Linked DNA regions of Gossypium hirsutum: region 2 is linked to region 1. The links are chromatin contacts, called in public Hi-C maps. All regions are on one chromosome and are shown on one strand. Each heading gives the region's core, a stretch centred on a gene start, on an enhancer-like site or on the middle of the called end of the contact. The rest is flanking DNA. Distances are from core to core; before and after follow the strand shown. Region 1 holds the start of LOC107908428 (ABC transporter G family member 11). Region 2 overlaps LOC107908427 (putative 3,4-dihydroxy-2-butanone kinase).

What was found. A called contact is a pair of places that touch in the nucleus more often than the background predicts.
Region 2: a Hi-C map of leaf shows a contact between it and region 1, with 2.4 times the contacts expected there. The contact joins the enhancer-like site here to the promoter of LOC107908428 in region 1. A contact is called at or near these places in 6 of 34 Hi-C or Micro-C datasets (callus, leaf and petal).

Annotation. Positions count from the first base shown.
Region 1 is chrD02:41,446,281-41,449,563 of Gossypium_hirsutum_v2.1, reverse strand. LOC107908428 (ABC transporter G family member 11) reads left to right here and starts at 1,252. Exons shown (of 9, transcript XM_041088632.1): 1 at 1,252-2,245; 2 at 2,327-2,498; 3 at 2,593-2,715; 4 at 2,814-2,942; 5 at 3,045-3,239. The coding sequence starts at 1,566.
Region 2 is chrD02:41,504,626-41,507,716 of Gossypium_hirsutum_v2.1, reverse strand. It overlaps LOC107908427 (putative 3,4-dihydroxy-2-butanone kinase), which reads left to right. Exons shown (of 20, transcript XM_041088633.1): 16 at 387-470; 17 at 555-628; 18 at 707-810; 19 at 891-986; 20 at 1,478-1,863. The coding sequence ends at 1,609. Among protein-coding and RNA genes, the nearest start is that of LOC107908427, 8.5 kb to the left of the region's middle. Within about 2 kb of position 1,341, at least 4 of the 9 cell types and tissues checked have an H3K27ac peak or open chromatin away from gene starts, as enhancers often do.

The DNA of each region.
Region 1 (3,283 bases), core at 3-2,502:
ATAAAAATTACAAATAAAAATTCAAAATAATTTTCAAAAATTTATTTTAAAAAATATAAAAAAATTAAAAAATATATAAAAAAATATAAAAAAGTTATTTTTTTCTAAAATAATAACTTTGGGACCTAATTAAGTCAATTAATAATTCAAGTTTATCATATTAAATTATTTTTTTATTATCATTTTGGTTTGAAAAAGTTTTCAAATATATATAGTTTCAAATTTAAGTACTCTAACATGAAATTAATTATACTGTAACAAGATTTTAATTTAACTCGAACAATTTTACTCGATTTGACTCCAATCAAATTGAAAAAATTTCAAATCGAATTAGAATGATAAAATATGACTCATTAACTTAAAATATTTTCACTCAATTTAATCGAATACCCACTCCTACTCATAATATTCGGAAAATGTACCTTCTCCAACTCATCCACGCCGCCCCTCCCCAAAGGGAGGAAAAAAAGTAAAGAAAGGATCCCCGTTGGAAGATGTGGTGGCGGTTAGGTTTGAAAAAGAGGAGACAAAATAACCAAAATCATTGTCTACTAAATCCTCCAAAACATGAAAACATATTTTACGAAAGAAGAAATAAAATAGAGTAGGCAAAATCAAACGTAATTGTGTATTGAATATGATTGGTTTGGTGGGCTGGCATTGCCGGCCTATTAAATTGAGTAATGGGCAGAACTACCTACACATCACTACTCATTAATGATTTCATAAAGTTGACTGTTAAAGCCCTATTGCATTTGCCCCCACTTAATTGCCTTCTCCATGTGATTCATTCCTTAGCATCTAAGCATCATCACCTAAACCTTACATTTGGGATACCTCATTTTCTTAAATACATAATAATTTTTAAAAATAAAATAACCCAGCAAAATTTTACTAAGATTATTGGTTCCTTAGCTCATCTTCACGGTTAAAAGTTATTTGGATTGATCGAATTTACTAGTTAAATTGAGAATCAATTGAAATATTAGTTTAAAGAAAGACATTTCATGAATCGATACAGATCGATTGACTGACGATTGAACAAATTTTTATGAACAAGTTAATAATAAATAAACAGAATAACAGATGTTATATAAAGAAAAATGTAATTTGCCTGATTTTAGTTGCAATTCAATGAAAGTTTAGCGGTGAAATGTAAATTGAGTAGAATTAATGAGTAAGTGGAGAAATATAAATGTTGTGTTGGAAAAAAGGTTGAGTCGGTTCTCCTAATTAATGCAACCAACCAATTTAATGATTTTATTGGAGAATAAGAAAAGGAAGTAGCCTCAACCTCAATCCCAACACTAGTCGGTATATGGAATTTGAATTTTAGTTTATAGAATTACTCCTTCAGCTGCGTCACGCACCCAAAAACCAAACCGAAAAAGGAAATTTTGTGCTCAAGTTGAAGAGTGGGGAAGAGCGAGGCGGCTCATTTTGCATGGGATGTTCTTAACCTACCCAATTCATTCAAACACTTCCATTTTCACGCTTCATACTCATCCCATTTCTGTTGCTTTTTTAGAATCATCACACTTGCTTAGCTATCATCTCCATCCCCTATGAGGACTTCCTCCTCAAATACTGCAATGATGGAGATTCAGGCTAATAAACCAGCTGGGACGGGCATGGTGGTTGGAGGTTTGAGCCCTTTGAGTGAAACTCTATGGAGGGAGAAGACCGATACGGAGTTTATGGGAGATGTATCCGCCAGGCTCACCTGGGAAGACCTCACCGTAATGGTAACTCTCAGCAATGGGGCGACCCAGAAGGTGTTGGAAGGGCTGACTGGTTATGCTGAACCCGGTACACTCACCGCTCTCATGGGCCCTTCCGGCTCCGGAAAATCCACGCTTCTTGATGCACTCTCCAGCCGCTTGGCTGCTAACGCCTTCCTCTCCGGAACCATTCTCCTCAATGGTCGTAAAACCAAGCTTTCTTTCGGAACTGCAGCCTATGTTACTCAAGATGACAACTTAATTGGCACGCTTACTGTTCGGGAAACCATTTCCTACTCCGCTCGGCTCCGTCTCCCCGATACGATGCCCTGGTCTGCGAAGCGGGACCTCGTTGAAGGTACGATTATCGAAATGGGGCTCCAAGATTGCGCTGATACTGTTATTGGGAATTGGCATTTGCGTGGGATCAGTGGAGGAGAAAAGAGGAGGGTCAGCATAGCTCTTGAAATTTTGATGAGGCCCAGATTGCTCTTCCTTGATGAGCCAACCAGTGGCCTTGACAGGTTATGATCTTTCTTCACATCGTCTTTTATGGTTTTTGATTGTCAGATTTTGTTTTTTCTGACTTGAGATGCATACGGCAGTGCTTCAGCATTTTTTGTCACCCAGACTTTACGAGGCCTGTCAAGAGATGGTAGAACTGTAATAGCTTCAGTTCATCAGCCCAGCAGTGAAGTCTTTGAGCTATTTGATCAGTTATATTTGCTGTCTGAAGGCAAAACCATTTATTTTGGCCAGGCTTCTGAAGCATACGAGGCTAGCCTTCTCAGCCATATTTCTTCCGTCACTTGATATCATTTTCAATCCCACTGCAATATAAATATAATGTCTCTTGGATTGTAAAATGCAGTTCTTTGCTCAAGCCGGATTTCCATGCCCTGCCTTGAGAAATCCATCTGACCATTTTCTTAGATGCATCAATTCTGACTTTGATAAAGTTAAGGCTACTCTCAAAGGATCCATGAAATTACGGGTATCCACTTCGTTTCCCCTTTGTTTAATCATCTTCCCTCCTACTTTGGTACACTACACTTATATGACTGGAAAACAAATTGCCTTGATTGTAATTAGTTTGAGGCAAGTGATGATCCCCTGGAGAAGATTACCACAACTGAAGCTATCCGAACTCTTATTAACTTCTACCGTACATCACATCAATGTTATGCCGCGAAGGAAAAGGTTGATGAGATATCCAAAGTTGTAAGTGCTTAACTAGCCAATCCTCTTATACATTATTATTTTGCCAAATTAATCTTATTTCTACTCATCCCACTCAACAATCAATTTTTCCATATGGTACAGAGAGGAACCGTGCTAGATTCCGGAGGCAGTCAAGCTAGTTTCTTGATGCAGTCTTACACTTTAACCAAGCGTTCATTCGTGAACATGTCTCGAGACTTCGGCTATTATTGGCTAAGGCTGCTCATATATGTTGTTGTCACTGTTTGCATTGGAACCATTTATCTCAATATTGGAACCAGCTACAATTCAATTCTGGTATTGTTTCTGTATATCTGTTTAGAAAATATTGGTTTTATGTC
Region 2 (3,091 bases), core at 92-2,591, 58 kb before region 1:
TTGCAAGACCAATCCCATAGATGCAGTTGGTTGAGATGCTTCAAAGACTTGAATGCCCATAACACTGCAGAGGATATTTCTGGTAGGAGATTTTTTAATGTATAAAGTTGTAGTCAAATGGGTTGCTGGAGATTGGAGCATGTAACATGATTTCTTTGTTTGTTATCTCCGGTGTAACTAGTTTTTCCTCCATTATCATTTCTGCAGTAGTTGATTTGCAAGTGTAATGTATTGATTGGTGGCTGACAGCTTTAGATACGTAACTTTTAAAATTTTTAATGTGTAAGAATGTTTTTTTTTTTTTTACCTAAGTGATTATCATTACAAACAAATATTTTTGTTATATCATTGGATCTTACCTGATGAATCATTTTCACCTGTCCCAGTTATCCTCTGAATGATGCTGCAGAAACAGTGAATGAAATTGGATCTTCTGTTAGAAGAGTTATGGGAGGAACAAGTGGAGTCCTGTAATTTATTTGCCTGTTCTCTGCTTGATTTATACTTACTGATATAACTAGAAATATATAACTCTTGATATTCTCTTTGAGCAGATATAATATATTTTCTAAGGCAGCATATGCACGGTTGAAAGCTAACTCAGATTCCACTGTCACAGCAAAGCAATGTGAGATGATGCCCTTCATCTGAGACATTTTTTATTTAGACACCTTGTCTCACTGACGCTTTATTTTAGGGGCTGAAGCATTTGAAGCTGCCATTGATGCAGTCAGTAAATATGGTGGGGCTAGTGCTGGTTATCGTACATTACTGGATGCCCTTATTCCTGCATTATCAGTTCTTAAGGAGGTTATATAGATCGACTGCCCTTTTGCTCTTTTTGTTGATGCAGTCCAAGATTTCATACTAATATTTTGTTTTGCAAGCAGAGATTAACTGCTGGTGATGATTCTTCTACTGCTTTTGTTCTTTCATCTGAAGCTGCATTGGCAGGAGCTGAATCAACTAAAGACATGCAGGCTCAGGTTATTTATCATCTTGCCTTCACCTTGTTTGGTGTTTAGAATTTTGATTGCATTTAGCTGTTGTTTCCTTTGGTCGGCTGTCATTGGCAATAAAATTTCATTAAAGTGCTATATCTCAGAGGGATTACTAAAGTAGGAAGCTTTTTCAGATAGCTGCTAATAAACACTAAACATATATTACTTGACGCTGGACAAATGGGATCCTGATGCTTTTGTTGCATCTTTTCAAGATATATACTTTCGCTTCATTGACTCGTAGGCAGGTGAGGTTTTATGGGACGAGTAAGGGTCAGGATTACTGCTACTAAATTAAGTCCAGATTTAGTCTCTTCACTCTTTCTAACATAAACCACAACCCTTGATTTGCAACATAAATATCGATGTTTGAATTAGTCTCTAAACTGCAGTTAAGATAAATACTTGGTGCTTGAATGTATATGTATATGTATATGTAAAAATTTATGTGTTAGTGTGGTGTTGGGATGTTGCAGGCGGGGCGGTCAAGCTATGTGTCTGCGGCAATACTTGCAACAGTTCCAGATCCTGGTGCTATGGCGGCAGCTGCCTGGTATAGGGCAGCTGCTTTGGCTGTGAAGGCTAAATATGAAAAAGCCTCCTCATGAACACCCTTGCTTCCATGTTTCAACAATCAACACTGATATACCTTCTTTTTGTGCTTTGCCGGATGATTTTTGTTTGACTAGTTGGCTTTCCGCTTATGCATTTTCTTATACTTTTTCCTTTTGTTTTTTTGGGGGTGCATGAAGCTGAGAGAGCCATTTTCATCCATACATATACACATCATTGAATTTTATAACTTTTCCCAAATGTAAACCCTGTTTCTAAATAGAGTTAAATTCAAATTTGTCACGGATCATTAATATTGAGTCGTTTGGATTTTATATTTTCTTATCTCTCTTTTAAATCAGATTTTACCTATTAAAATTTATAAAATTTTCATTGCTATTGAGTTATAATATTTTTTCTTAATCGGATATCTAAAATGAAATGTTAAAAATATTAAAAAGGTCTATTTTTGCTTATTTTCAAATAAGATTTTATACTTTTTAGTGTATTTGAGAGCAAAATTTACTCGAAAAAGGTTTCGAATTTTGAGTTATTTGATATTTTTAGTTAACCCAAATAAGTAATTCCAGTTACAATTTCAAGTCGAGTTGAATTTTAAAAATTCAAATTCGAATAATTTAAATAATATATTGGTATAAATATTTTTGGTTTTTGTCAATTTTAAAAATGAGCAAATTGATTTTTTTCAACAAAAAGTAAAAATCAAAATAATTTTTAAATATTTATAAAATAAATTATATTTTAAAAAATGATTTAAAAAATCTAAACAATATATAAAAAACTTAAAATTAAAAAAAAGTCAAATAATAATTTGGGGACTTAAATAATTAATTAATGATTCAAGTTTATCATACTAAAATATTTTATTTTTTCTCTTATTTTGCTTTAAAAGAGTTTTAAATATATGTTTAACATGAAATTAGTTATATTGTAACAAAATTTTAAGTTGACATGTTTAATTTTTCTAATTTTACTCAATTTGATGTTACTTGACTTGAATTTCATTCAACTCAATTAACTCGAAAATTTTTTACTTGATTTGATCGAATGCTCACCCTCTACAAATAAATTTTGGCTTAAGGGTGTAAAAAGTCCTCAAAACTTTTTCAAAAAAAGCAATTAAGCCATTGCTTTTTTTTTTGCACTCAATTGTGTACTTGAACATTTAAAATGCATTAAAAAGACCCTCGAATTTTTTCAAAAAAAAATTTAAGCCCCTTTTTTTTTGCACTTAATTGGATACTCGAACTGTCAAAATGCATCAAAAAGGTCATTTGACTGTTAAAGTTAATTGCTCCTAATTGTTTTCAATTAAAGCCACTCCGTGTCACAACCACGGCATGACATGTGACAAAAAAAATATAAAAAATAAAAATCAATAAAAGTTATAAAAATTATTAAATATTAATAAAAATAAAAATATTTAAATTTTATTAAAATTAGAAAAAAAAATATAAAAATCATAAAAATATAAAATTTTATAAAAATTATTAAAATTTTATAAAATACATCAAGAA